Regions from separate parts of the Mus musculus genome. Here region 1 is linked to region 2. The links are chromatin contacts, called in public HiChIP or PLAC-seq maps. All regions are on one chromosome and are shown on one strand. Each heading gives the region's core, a stretch centred on a gene start, on an enhancer-like site or on the middle of the called end of the contact. The rest is flanking DNA. Distances are from core to core; before and after follow the strand shown. Region 1 overlaps Myo10 (myosin X). Region 2 overlaps Myo10 (myosin X).

The links. HiChIP or PLAC-seq counts read pairs in DNA pulled down with a chosen protein or histone mark.
Region 1: an H3K27ac HiChIP or PLAC-seq map of embryonic stem cells shows a contact between it and region 2, with 6 read pairs. The contact joins two enhancer-like sites. A contact is called at or near these places in 3 of 115 datasets of contacts at active chromatin or transcription factors (all in embryonic stem cells) and 3 of 9 other capture datasets (adipose tissue, liver and pancreatic islet).

What each region holds. Positions count from the first base shown.
Region 1 is chr15:25,760,651-25,767,559 of GRCm38.p6, forward strand. The region is part of intron 19 of Myo10 (myosin X); the gene reads left to right. Among named protein-coding and RNA genes, the nearest start is that of Retreg1, 79 kb to the right of the region's middle. Within about 2 kb of position 1,866, at least 123 of the 459 cell types and tissues checked have an H3K27ac peak or open chromatin away from gene starts, as enhancers often do. A contact at or near this core is called in embryonic stem cells, where this site is marked.
Region 2 is chr15:25,688,473-25,694,779 of GRCm38.p6, forward strand. The region is part of intron 2 of Myo10 (myosin X); the gene reads left to right. Among named protein-coding and RNA genes, the nearest start is that of Myo10, 69 kb to the left of the region's middle. Within about 2 kb of position 4,434, at least 39 of the 459 cell types and tissues checked have an H3K27ac peak or open chromatin away from gene starts, as enhancers often do. A contact at or near this core is called in embryonic stem cells, where this site is marked.

The sequences.
Region 1 (6,909 bases), core at 616-3,115, 70 kb after region 2:
GTTCCCTACCAATTTGTAACTGCTCAGTGTTATCCTATCTGATGTTTATACTTAATAGACGTTAGCAGATACACCGAACAGATATTGTAGGCTGGGTAATTTCCTGCTATGACTTGCAAGCAGCCAATGTAATACATAACTAAGGAGGAAGGAAGACTCCTAGGACACAGTGCTCACCCATGCCCTGTCCCACCAGGACTGCCTTCCCGCTAGACAGTAGAATTTCTCATGGGTTTACCAGTACATTTCCGCCTGAGCCAGCAGTCATCAAATAAGATTCTCCATTCGAAGCTGGGCAGTCGTGGCGCATACCTTTAATCCCAGCACTTGAGAGACAGAGGCAGGCGGATTTCTGAGTTCGAGGCCAGCCTGGTCTACAGAGTGAGTTCCAGGACAGCCAGGGCTACCCAGAGAAACCCTGTCTCGAAAAACAAAAAGCAAACCAAACCAAAACAAAACAAAAATCTCCATTCCATTATTTTTCTCCTGGTATTTTGTATGTGTTCATGAATATTTATAAATCAACTATGTTTGTTACTGAGTTTTTCTCAGCTGTATTTTTATGCAAATGAGGTTGCTTCATCTCAGGTTGTTGTCCCTGAAATGGGAAGGGGCAGCCACTCAAACCTGGCCTAGCTCCTCTGTGACTGTGTGTTTAGCACTGAGGACAGGTTTAGTCTCCCAAATGGCCGCTCTGCTTGGTGGCTGGGTGTTTGGCTTGACTTCTTCTAAGTTGCTGTTTTCATCTTTCTTTAGCTAATTTATTAGACTTCTTAGCTCCAATTTGTGGGGGGGGGGGGGTGCGCGCGGCGCGCGCGCATGCGTTTATGTATGTGTCTGTCTGTCTATATCTGAAACCCTTTGTTTTCCTCTGTATATTAACTATATTATGCTTCTTAGAAGCATAATCTTCCAGAAGCTTGGAAATACCCTTGACGTTTAAACACCTAAGAAGCAAGGGCTTGTGAACGTGGATCCTCCTGGTTATCACCTACTCGGTGATGCAGATGGCTGCCGCAGTGTGTCCTGTCTGCTATGGATTCATAAGCGTTCCAGATCTCAGTTGACAATATTTCAGGTCTGGACATTGAAGAGTGTTTGCCTGCTCGTTCCCACATACCCTGTTTCAGTCCTGCCTTTTTCTAGCTATGAATCCTGTTCACATTGCTCGGCCCATAACCTTGGAGCGTGACTCAGTGAGATCCGCGGCTATTCAGCATTCTAATGAGCAGTGTGGGCGTCCTTGCCAGCAAAGAGAGACAGCTGCCCTCCTAATTTGTATGTCTCAGCATGATTTGTCAGAGTGAGTCTGAATAGAGGGGCTTGTGACCTGTTCAGTATGGTGGCTGGAGAAATGGTAGTGATAATGAATGCATTGAGGTCGGGTTTAGTTTCATGGGATGAAAAGGCTGCCTTGGGTCCCTTAGATCACGCCCAAGGCTGCTCTCTGAGGGTTTCCAGATGGGATTTCTACAGAGGGCTGAGCCTTCTGTCAGCCTCTGCGGGGCTGTGGTCTGACTTAGAATAAATTATCATTTCCATCCTCTTTCTGTGGGTCTTTTTGTTGTTTGGGGCTTTTTAATGATAAGGTCTCTGTCTTGGAATTTTCTACCTAGTCCAGGCAGACCTTGAACTTGCATCAATCAGGTCTTCCTGCTTTGCCTTCTAGCGCTGGAATTCAGATGCTCCGCCACACCTGGCCTCCACTTACGTATTTCTGAGACTTGTGTAACACTATCTTGTGGATTCTTTTTGGTGCTTGCGATGATGAAACTTGAGAAATGGCTCTGCTTGAGACAGCCTCTGAACAGCTGGAGAGTCAGGTGGTCTGGCTTCCCACCAGGGTGGCTTTCAGGACCGGGCCTGCCTCTTCTGCTTCTGTAAGCAAAAGTAACTAATCTGTTAACTGGTGTGATTCCAGCCTCCCTGCCAGGCAGAGCCCCTCCTCCACCATTGAATAGTCCCTGAATGAGATCTCCCCGGGTTGGCGAGGATGCTATCTGCATGCTCTCCACCAAGCTGCTCCCAAGCCCACTCCTTAACGGATAGCCAGATTCTATCCTTTATAGATCCCATTAGCCATTTTAGTTTTCTGAACTCCGGCCTGCTGTCTCATCCCTGAAGAGTGGATGAGCTGGCTTCATTTGGTCACAGACATTACACGCCTTTCCTTCTCTTCAGGACACCCCTTGAGAATGTCTCTGATTGCAGCGTAGCTTGCAGAAGAGAAATTGATCTCTGTCTGAAATCCTACGTGTCTCTGGAATACTCAGCTAGGGGCATCAACCTCCTGGGTCAGGGAGGAAACGATGAGCCCCCGACTGTGAACTCGCAGCCTCTAAAGTTGGTGGGTTCACAGCCTCATCATACACTCTGATCTGATCTGCTCCCCATTGCAGCAGCCTCCCTGACACCCCCACACCTCACCACACCCAAGCTTCCGCAGCCCATGAGCTCACCTTGTAACTTGGCAAGGTTTGAGAGCATCTATTCCTGAACCCACACATGCCACCTGTATCTATCAGAGCAGTGTCTCGGCCTCCCTCCTCCAACCCTGACTACAGTCTGAGCACTGTTTTCTCATGACTCCCAGCCCAGGGAACTTGGGCATTTGGCCACGGCTGGGGAGGTCACCCCGGTGATTCTCACTGAGGCAGGGAACTCCGGTCCTTTCTTTTGTCTAACTCTCAGCTCCTACCATTGAACCTGACAGCCTAGATTAGCATCATGTGCCGCTAGTGTGTGCTGCCAAGCTGACCACTGCTCACACCGGCTTGCCTTGAGCATAATCTTGACAGTTAGATCTCTTGTCTGCCGCCAGCCAGTGGTACCCAGTACCCCTGACTCCTGAATAAACTCCAAATCTTCAGAACAACAACTGCCAAGGCTTGATGTGCTCAGAAATTCTGCTTCATGGCGAGGTTTGTTTGGAGCGTCCACAGTGTGTGTCTGGCAATGGTGATGGCTTTGCATGTTGGTGTGGCAAGATCTAGCCTCAGAATAGCTGTGCTGCTGAATGCAGTTGATGCTCCTTAGCAAGACTGGCTAAGGGTCCCCTGCCCCCATCCTCCTGAGAGCACTGTTGGGAAGTGCACAGTGGGAAGACTGAGGGACGTCCATTCCATTCCGTCTCCTATTTAATCTGGAGAACTTTGTAAAGAGTGCCCTGACTGACCCCAGAACCCTGCATCTTCAAGGAAAGATTTAAGTCAACGCTCTTTTCTGCCCATCACCCTGCAGTGAGACACAGAAGGGAAAGGCATCTGGTGCTGGGGTCCAACCTACGGAGGATAACTGTGTGCACGCCATGACAGAGAAGTTACCATTCTGGCATTGCCCAGCCCATGCTGGTAACAGCAGTACCTTCTAGTACTTTTACCATATACCTAGTTACATGTAAAGGGCGAAGTTTTGTTTATTGTTGTTATTGTTACCATTATTTGTAAGTTATATTGTTTGTGTGTGTGTGCGCGCGTGCGAGTGTGTGTGTGTGTTGCACAAGTCGAAGGACAACCTGGAGGAGTCTCTTCTCTCATTTCATCATGTGAGTCCTGGGGACAGAACCCAGGTTGTCAGGCTTAGCAGCAAGTCCCTCTACCTGCTGAACTGTCTTACCAGCCCTCCAAGGGCAGGTTTTAACTTCCTTTTGCTCGCTGACTATGGGCCAGCACATTTGGAAACTGCAACGGACAATGCCATGTGTCGGCCATTGTGAAAGTTCCTAATGCTTGCCGTCCGTCTGGCAAGGGTCCTGTTAGGGACCACTGCCCACCACTGGCCCTGTTGAGGTTTTCCTTTGAGGAAGAGCACAGGACTTAGAACAGCCTGATCATGAAGCCTCAGGCAGGTGAGACACTCTCCACATTCAGTTTGTGATGGAGTGGTAATAGTGGTATCGACTGGCCTGAATAGGACTCCTGGGGATTTCTTCCAGGCCATTAGAATCCCTGGCCTGTGGTAAGGTGCTTTTTCCCTTTAATTCAGGAAGGAAATGGTAGCTTTCCTTTGAGCATCCATGCTTAATGTCACACACACACACACCCATCCAGCAAGCCAGGACCCGGTCCTTTGGGAGCATACAGTTGTCCTTCTGCAGTCTCAGGAGCCACACACTGGTTTGAACCCTGGTGGCTTCCTCTGGAGAGAGGAGGGAGGGAGTCCACCCTGCGGTATGGAGAGCAGGAAGCTGTCCCTGGGCAGTGGTAAGCAGGCAGCCCTGCAGCAGGGAAGGAAGTCTGCAGCAGATCCAGGGTCTGAGAGAAGAAGGAAGCTGGAAGAGTGTGGCTGGAGGAAGAGCTATGGCGGAGGCTGGCTTGCCTTCCCATGCCTGGGGAAACATTTGACCATATATTCACTGGGCCTGACTAGGCCCGTATGGGGTTTGGAAACAAGTACGTGACAGGGTACAATAGCTGCTAAGGTCTGAATGTGTGACCGTCCCAAGGGTACAGTGAGAGAGGAAGGCTTGCTCCAAACACTGGAGGGCCGGTAGGCGGGGTCTCTCCGAGCGCTTGGGGGGGGTAGGCACTCCATCTTGGCCTGTAAGGCCTTGCTTCAGCACACATTCTGCATGATTCTCACCACAGCTGCCCAAAGAGGACCAAAGAGGCTGCGTGCCAATGACTATTTTTAAAAAGTTAACGAGTCAACAACACGAGGATCTCTTGTTGTGTATTGGAAATTAAATGCAGACTTGATGGGGAAGACTTCATGTTTGAGGATCTCGGTCTTGAAAGATCTTTCCCGTGGTGAATTTGAGGCTGGAAATTTCCTCATATCTGATGTTCCACCTCCTTAGCCTAACCTGCCCCTCTGTCTTTGCTGGTTTGTGTTTCCCCCTCCAGCCTTTCTCCTCCTACTCTTCAGACAATCAGATCAGTTGCTGAGGGCTGTGTGTGTGAGCGCTTTTCTACGTAAGCAAAGCCTTGGGCTCAGCTAGTCCAGGAGCTGACTTGGAGAGATTTTTCTCTGGCCCCAAACACGAGCCGAGTGATCTTTAAGCTTGCTGTTCTTTTACTACTGAGAGCTTTTGTGGAGTGTGGGGTCTTTTGCTTCTGATTCTGGGCCCTGACCCTGAACCCCACCCCAGACCCAGCCTTGGCTTTGTTCTTTAACTCTGGAATTGGCACTGTGTGTGGTTCGTGTGGTATGGATATTCATGTGTGGTGGGTATGATGGTGTGTGTGCGCGTGCGTGCGCGTGCAGATATGTAAACAGGCCACTGGAAGACATTGGGCAGCCTTTCTATCTTCTCTGCTGTATCCTCTTGAGAGAGACACTAGCTGAACCTGGAACCAAACAGGCGGCAAGCAGGCTCGGTGAGCCTCCCAGTGCCCTGCCCCTCAGAGCTGGGGTTACATTGCACTCAACTATATACCAACTTTTCGTGTAGGTGCCGGGATTTGAACTGAAGTCCTCATGCCTCGCATGGCTGTTCTTTGGCGGCTCCCTCTCTAACTGCCTTACCCGTGGGTTTCTTTCTTCTCCCTTTCCTTTATGTGCATTGGTGTTTTGTTTGCATGTGTGTCTGTGAGAAGGTGCCGGATCCTCTGGAACTAGAGTTACAGATAGTCGTGAGCTCCCGTGTGGGCGTCGGGAATTGAACCTGGGTCCTATAGGAGGAGCAGCCAGTGCTCTTAACCACAAAGCAATCTCCCCAGTCCCCAGACTGGATTTCTATTTGGGCTATTCCCAAAATAGCTCTTATGCTGAAGTTCATTCAGGAATACTGGTGATAAATTAGTTCGCTGACAGTGAAGTGAGCCGATTCGAGCCAGATTAGATTATATTAAATACACATAGGTTTTATTGGGAAGCTGCTCTTGGGTAAATTTACTCGCCCTAAGGAAGGAGGCTAGGGAAGTTACCATGGTGGGGGGGCAGGGGGAGAAGGGATTTGGGGGATGAGAAAGAGAAAGAACATGAGCAGAGAGAGAAGTGGGGTGGGGGTACAAAATGTCTGCTTTATATAAGGAAGGACAGCCCAGGCCCGGGCTGCAATGTTTAGATTGGAGGCAGGGCATGCCAGGTAGGGACTGAGGGATGCTGGGAGAACCTAGAGGCCAGGTCTGCTTTGATATGTAAAATATGCACCTTAGTTCCTTCTCCTTAGGTCAAAATTCAACATCCCAGAACATTTTGGTGTCTATCTACTATTAAATAAGTACTTTGATGCTATGGAAATTTCCCATCCCCTTCTTGAACTTATATCTTACAAGTGTGGCTAGCAAAGGTCTTAACAGAAACTCTGTATGAGTCTGGCAGGCAGGTGCTCTGTGACCCTAGACAAGTTAATCAACTTCTCTGTGCTTCAGGTAATGAGTGCATCATCTATCAAAAGGGGATAGCAATGAAACCTATCTAATAGAATTGCAAAAATGTGTGCCTAAAATTGGAGTCCATGCTAGCTTTCCGTGGCACTAATGCTGTTGCTGGTAGGTTTGTGGTTGGGCTTCCTACTGGTAACGTGAGTTCAATGTTTACCATCATTGCCCCTTGTAAAAGCAGATCAATCCAGGTACTACTAGGTCAGGAGGGTCCCACTGGACCAGAGATTCAGAGGGTGGCTGTGGCACTCACAGGGTGTCACTTCACACTTGACCTTGCCCAATCATTAAGGAGAGAGACCGCAGGTTCCCTTCCCAATCCCCCCTTAGTAATCCTCTTACTTGGCCTCCCAAATGCTAGGTTATAGGTATGTGTCACCATGCCTGACAAAAACTGGACTTCTTTTTGTTTTGTTTTAATTGCATGTTCAACCAAGTCAGCAACTGAGAGATTGGTCCCCAGCCGTTTGATGCTAAAATCTGGCAAATGTATTTCCAGCATATTTGCTTCCGGGAATACTACAGAACAGAGCGCATCCTTTGCCACCAGTGCCACCAGGCCACTGTCCTTATCTCTTCCCTC
Region 2 (6,307 bases), core at 3,184-5,683:
TTCAGAGGACTCGTGGAAGAGAGTGAGCTTCCTGCATGATGGTCTGAGAGGAACACTCTGCAGATCTTTGCAGAGCAGAGGATGGGAGGATGAAGAACCCTCCGAGTGTAGTGAGGGGACAGTGGTGAGTTGGATGTAATTAGTCAGGACCAGATTTGCTCAGTGAGTAGGCAGCCCCCACCCCTGGCCTCCCTCCCTGTTTTGTGTCACTGGGCTGAATTAACTTGAAGTAACACAGGTTAACACAGGTTTGGAGTTCTTATGTAATTGTATAATTAGTATTTACTGATGTCCTCACTCACCCTTCCCAGGTTACCTTGTACAAGGTAATTTGATGCTCTTAGTAAACAGCAGGGAACCTAGACGCTCCTGGGGTAAGCATTAACTCTCTGTTCCCATGACTGCTTTACCTCGTGACTTGGTTCTTGATATGCTCTGCCAATCCTTAATGCAGTTATAAAAGCCTGTTTGATTTTAACCCGACTTTTGGTAGCAGGTAGGCAAGAGGGATTGTCTCACTATCAGTTAATAATTTAGACAAAGAAGACTTGTTGGGGGTGGCTGGGGGATGTTAGGTAGCAAGGAGCATCTGCTGCGTTTCTAGAGGAACGGAGGTCAGGTCCAGCACCGCCTCAGTGCCTCACAGCCTCCTGTCATTCCAGCTGCAGGGGATCCAACCTCCTCGTCTAGACTCTTTGGACACATGCACACAGGTGACATACAAATACACAAAATACATAAATAATACACAGGTGACTAGGCCCTTATAGGGCCCATCAGATAAAGAACCATTTAAGTGAGGAAACTGTGTACATCCAGATGGAGCCCGGTGGCCCTCAGTTGGCATGCCCCCACAGGTGGCTGTTTCACCTCCAATTTGCCCACCACATATGTGACCTTGGACAAGTGACAAGTGAGCTAGCTGGTCCTCACGCTTCATTCATAAAACTGACAGAAGAATAGCACACTCGGAAGGAAGCTGATTGCCAGATGTAACATAAGTGTTTGGTAAATTATCCCGACCAGAGTTGCCATTGTTTATGTGTCCATATAGATAATTTATATACAGTATGCACACATGCATGTCAGACTGAGTCACTAAGTCCTGTGAAGGCAGGTGATGCCCATACACTATAAGGTGGAGCCCGTGGGGGGTCTGAGGGGTCCGAAGGTCAGTGCTGGATCAGCAGACCTGCCAGGGAGTGCGTGGTGAGTGTGTGACCTGGGCAGGTGGCCTGGGCACGGTGTGTGAGCAGGGCAAAAAGAAGGAGAATCCAAAGCAGCATGTTGCAAGGTGTACCCTCGACAGAATTTTGAGTGACAGTAGGAAGAGCAGGTGTCTCATCTCAGTGGCAGTCTCGCCATCCTTCTGTCTGCCTGGGGCCCAGATCTTCGCCTTGTGGGGCTGGTGGTGGACACTTGGAGCCATGGGTTTCTGACTCTGCTCATCCTTTCATTCGTTCACTTGACCACTTCTCTCGCAGTGTCTCCTCTGCTCCTCGCACATTCCTGGGTGCAGGGCACAGCATCAACACACCGAACAAAAGAGCTTTTAGCAAAGTTGGGCCAGGAAGATGACCTAACCCCCTGTCACAAGACTCAGAAATTACAGTTATTTCAACTCGGATAAGCCCAGGGGCATACTGTCTAATGTGTGCTATTATGTACAAAGGGTTTTCTATGAAATGATCTGTCAGAAGGCTTTACTGTGGGCTGCGAATCCAGGGTCTCACTGGCCACCTGCTTTCCTGCCTCTCACGAGGTGCCACCCCGTCCCTCGCTTGCCCCTCCCACCAAGATTAGTCTCAGGCCTTCAATGTTTGAGCCCTCTTTGTCTAATGATCAGATGTGGTGCGAATCTCAGCAGGAAAGACCATGGTTGCCCCTTAGTGGAGGGACTTAAGCAAGTGTATGCTTTAAAAATAAAGCCTTCAAGTCTCAGCTCTCTGGAGTCTGGGCTAAAGAGGCCAGGACAAAAAGACCATCATGGGCTTTTTGTTAGACACGCTGACAAAGCTTAATAATGAGGAACTGCATGAGAAAAGTGGGCGTAGAAGTCAGCCTCCATTGTTACGAGTTCAAATAGAACCTAGCATTGCTGAAGGCACCTGACTTGGTCATTGATGTCCTGCCCACAATGTCTGCTGCGTTCGATGGTCCGTGAAGCCGAGAGACCGATGTGACTGCCTTTTCCATCTGTGAGAAGTGGCGAACATTAAACCTTTGCAACTGAGAGTTTCTCTCTATCTTGGCTTTTTTGATGCATGCCTGTGCATAATTTAGAGGGTACTTACATGTCTGCGGACAGATTTTGGTGTTCTTAAGTAAGAGACTTTTTTTTTTAAGATTTTGAAAGTCTAGAGAATCTCCCATGGAATTTTGGCCTAATTATCAGAACGGTCCGGTTTGTTAGTAACTTGTTCTGACCTTTGTACAGAAATGTTTTGTTCGTTGAACAGACTTAGCTCAACTCACAAAATAATTATCCACAACATCCCAGCTCTGCCATATAGTGAGCAGGTTTTAACATCAGCCTGGAACTCACTTGAAAATATGTATGGTGGCTATTTGCTTCTTCTCAGGTAGTCTTTGGGACTGTGTCAGTGGCTTGTGAATACTTAAATCCTTAGTGTGAGTCACTCTCGCAGATATTGATGACATTTGGAGAGCTATTATTTAAAACGTGGATTGACAGCTTGCCCCCTTTGTCCTCTACCTTGATTTCAGCCTCCATCTGGAAGATGTGTGTGCCTTTCTGTGCTTGGTGTACTATAGTGAGCCAGAAGCAGCCACACCTCTGGCCACAAGTACTAAAAACAGTACTTTCAGGAGGCCTTCTGAGCATACAGAGAATCCAGTGTCATGCCTGTTGTAACACAGGGCAAACTATTCAACAGCTGGATAGATGGATGAGCTGTCTTGTGCTGGTCTTTCTTGATCCCATTGGTTAGTAGCAGACCTGCCGGGAGATGTCAAAGCAGCGTTCCGTTCTCAGTTGTACAAGTCCGTTCATCTTTTGCTGGGTCCTTCCTGTCTGTTTTGTCCTAACTGCCTCTCCTCTCTCCAGCCCCCTTTACGTAAGTTTTGTTTGATGTAAAGCAACTTCATAGAACTTACTTGGTAAAAATGTATTAGTTCAGTAGGCTTTTTAAAAAATATATGTTCCAGAGTTGTACAGCAGAAGCAATTTTATAACATTTTTAAGGATTTAAAAAAATATGTCTCCATGTTGGGCTATATGAACATGTGCATGCAAATTCCCAAGGAGGCCAGAAGAAGGGGGTCAAAGCCCCTGAAACCAGGGTTACAGATGGTCTAGAGCTGCCCAACATGGATGCTGATAACTGAATTTGGGTCTGTTGCTAGAGCAGTATATTCTCTTAACCACTAAGCCAGCTCTCCCAGCCCCAACTTTCCATTTTAACTAATCATGCCTCTTTTTTTCTTCCTTCCTTCCTTCCTTCCTTCCTTCCTTCCTTCCTTCCTCCCTCCCTCCCTCCCTCCCTCCCTCCCTCTCTCTCTCTCTCTCTCTCTCTCTCTCTCTCTCTCTTTCTCCTTCTGTCCCTCCCTCCCTGTCTTCATTTGTTTGGGACATTTCAGGTAGTCATGTAATATGTGGCTGCTCAGTGTATCCATGGACACATCATTCCTCTTGCCGGCTAAGTGACATTAGGTTGGGTCCCGTCTAAGATTTCTCGGCTTTCTGGCTGAGAGTGTTGCTGTGAATACTTGTTTTGTGTGGATGTATGTTTTCGATTCCCTTGGGTATTTGTTCCTAGAAGCGGAATTGCCAGTTCACGTGGCAACTCCACTTGACTGAGAACCACCAAACTGCTTCTCAAAGCACCTGTACCACGGCGCATGTCCGCATGCCTGTGCATCACGCCTGTGCATCACCTCACACTGCTTTCAGAGATGTTTACACGACCATCACGAGGTCAGGGAAACAGAGAATTTTGTTTCCTTTGATTTGGCTCTGGAGGCAAAGTCTTGCAACAGCCCAGATTTGGCTCCGGCTCAGAGCCTTCCTGTTTTGGCTTCCCGAGTACCGGTAATGCAGGCCGTGTACCACCAAGTGTGCTGAGCCTTCGTTTCTGATTTTGAGGGGATTTTGCCCTGAGTGTGGTGCAGTTTTTCTTTCTCCCCTAACCTGTGGCTGGGCCTTTGTTGTTTGGGGCATTTTATTGTCACAGCCTTTCCTTGGCTCCATCCAGAGGAAGTCTCTTGTGTGGGTGTGGTCGCTGAGCACTGCTGGTGTTCTTTGTTTTTGCCTCTGAGAAGAGATGAAGGCAGCGCAGGTGAGGACAGACCGCAGCCTATACAGACCCTGCACGGGAAGCAGGAGGCAGCGGGTGCTCAAGGCAGGCTGGGTGTGCAGCAAGCAGAGCAGGGAGGAGCCCCTCCCTGGGCCTGTGGACGGGTAGGTTCAACAAATTCAGTCATGATCAGCTTATTGATCACGGCTTATTGATCGTGATCCTTCAGCTCTGTGGGAAGCATCGCCCGGAATTCCTCTAGGTTTTCTGAGCAGATATTCTCAGACTGGACCATATTTCCAGTAGAGAATGCTAGGGGGTTACATCCTTTGTTTCTAGAGACCTTCACCGCCATCACCTGCCTCTGCCTTTCCTCTGCTAGGGGCAAAGGCATGTACTGCTCCTTTGAACAGTCGGTTTTCAACCCTCTTGCTCTGCTCCTGCTGCAAATACCAGGAAAACCGTCTCACCTCCTGCTATGAACTCTTGTTGTCTTGTATCCTGGGGCTCTCATGTAGACCTCAAACTCAGAGCTCCACTTGCCTCTGCCTCCTGAGTTAAACACACACACAAGCATGCCCTGTTCACCTTCTCTTAGGTTATTAACAACGCTGCTGTTTTTAGGAGAACTTCACTTTAATGGCCTTTATCCTAACATCACCCCAGCCCCCTACTGCCTTCTCTTCCCCTTTTCAGGGGTCCAGATCTCTCCATAGATGCCATGGGGAAGAGCCAGTCCATGGGGACATTGTGGGAAGAGAATTCTCTCAAGTACCACGTTCCAATGCTTTGTTTCTGGCCTTGGTGCCTTTTAGTTTTTGTGCCTTAAGTTTGAGCCAAGTGAACCTTCGGCCCCTCTCTGTACATATTTTAACAAAGAAAACAGCCAAAAATGACTTTTGGGTTTTGTCTGGAATCTGGAATCAATCAGACACTATTTTTTCCCTCTCTGGATTATTGCACGCCTTGCGTGTAGTCTCTTCCTCGGCACTTAGAGACATGTTCACTTGACAAAGGCGGCCTAGGAAGAAACATAGTGCTTAAGCACAATCAGAATCGATTTTGACTGTCTTAAAACCCGGGGCTCCGTGTTTACTGAGGAAAGGCCACATCGTGGTCTTCTAAACTCCTGTGTCAGTCAGGGCTCATGGAGGCCAAAAGAGGGCACCAGATCACCGGGAGCTGGAGAGACATGGGCTGGAGTTCCCGGGTGAACCACCTGGATGAAGACGACAAGAACTGAGCCTGGGCCTCCAGCAAGTGCAGCCCGTGCTTAACCTGTGAGCCACATCTCCATGCTCCTCTGTCTCTGCCCTCGTATTCAGCTTAAGGCAATTGCAAGGCAAGAAATCCACAGCCAAGCCTTCAGAGTCAGGTTAGACAACAACTGCTGGTCCTCAAGGCATGATCACAGGGCCAGCCGTGGGCAGGCGGTGTGCTTCCCTTTAGCAGGTAGTCGCTAAGTAACCAGTGCGGTGTTGGATGAAGCAATGAGGAGCCAGGGTGTTCCACACTCATTTCAGTCAAGGATGGGTCTGGCACCAGGGCCATCAAGGAAGCTGCTATGGTTATCCACGCTCCAGCTCTGACCACCACAAATTCATCCTGCCCCATTTCCCACTCACTCTGTCTTAGGAAGCCCTGGATTGCCACCCGCTGTTCCATGACCTGAAAGCTTTGTTATCCCCATTACTAGAAAGAGATAAGAAGGGTGAGAAATGACATTTTGGGTGGTGAGTGTCAAAGAGGCTTTTGTCTGGGTGTTGGCCCTGGCAGGCAAGGATGGAAGGTGAATAGGGGAGCCCAGTGCCACTTTCAAAGGGACTGCTACTCAGCTGTAGGTGGACATGGCCTGGCAGAAACACGGGGAACGGGAACCTTAGGAAGATGCTGAAGAGAAACCATATTAAGGAATTGAGGCTTAACTTGGAAGTCACTGATGCGGTCTGCAATGGAATCTCAGTTAGGATGGCAACAGACCATACAACTGATAACAGTCCCTTGATCTTCTCAGACCTCTGAGTTGCTTCCTGGGGTACCTAGGAGTGCTG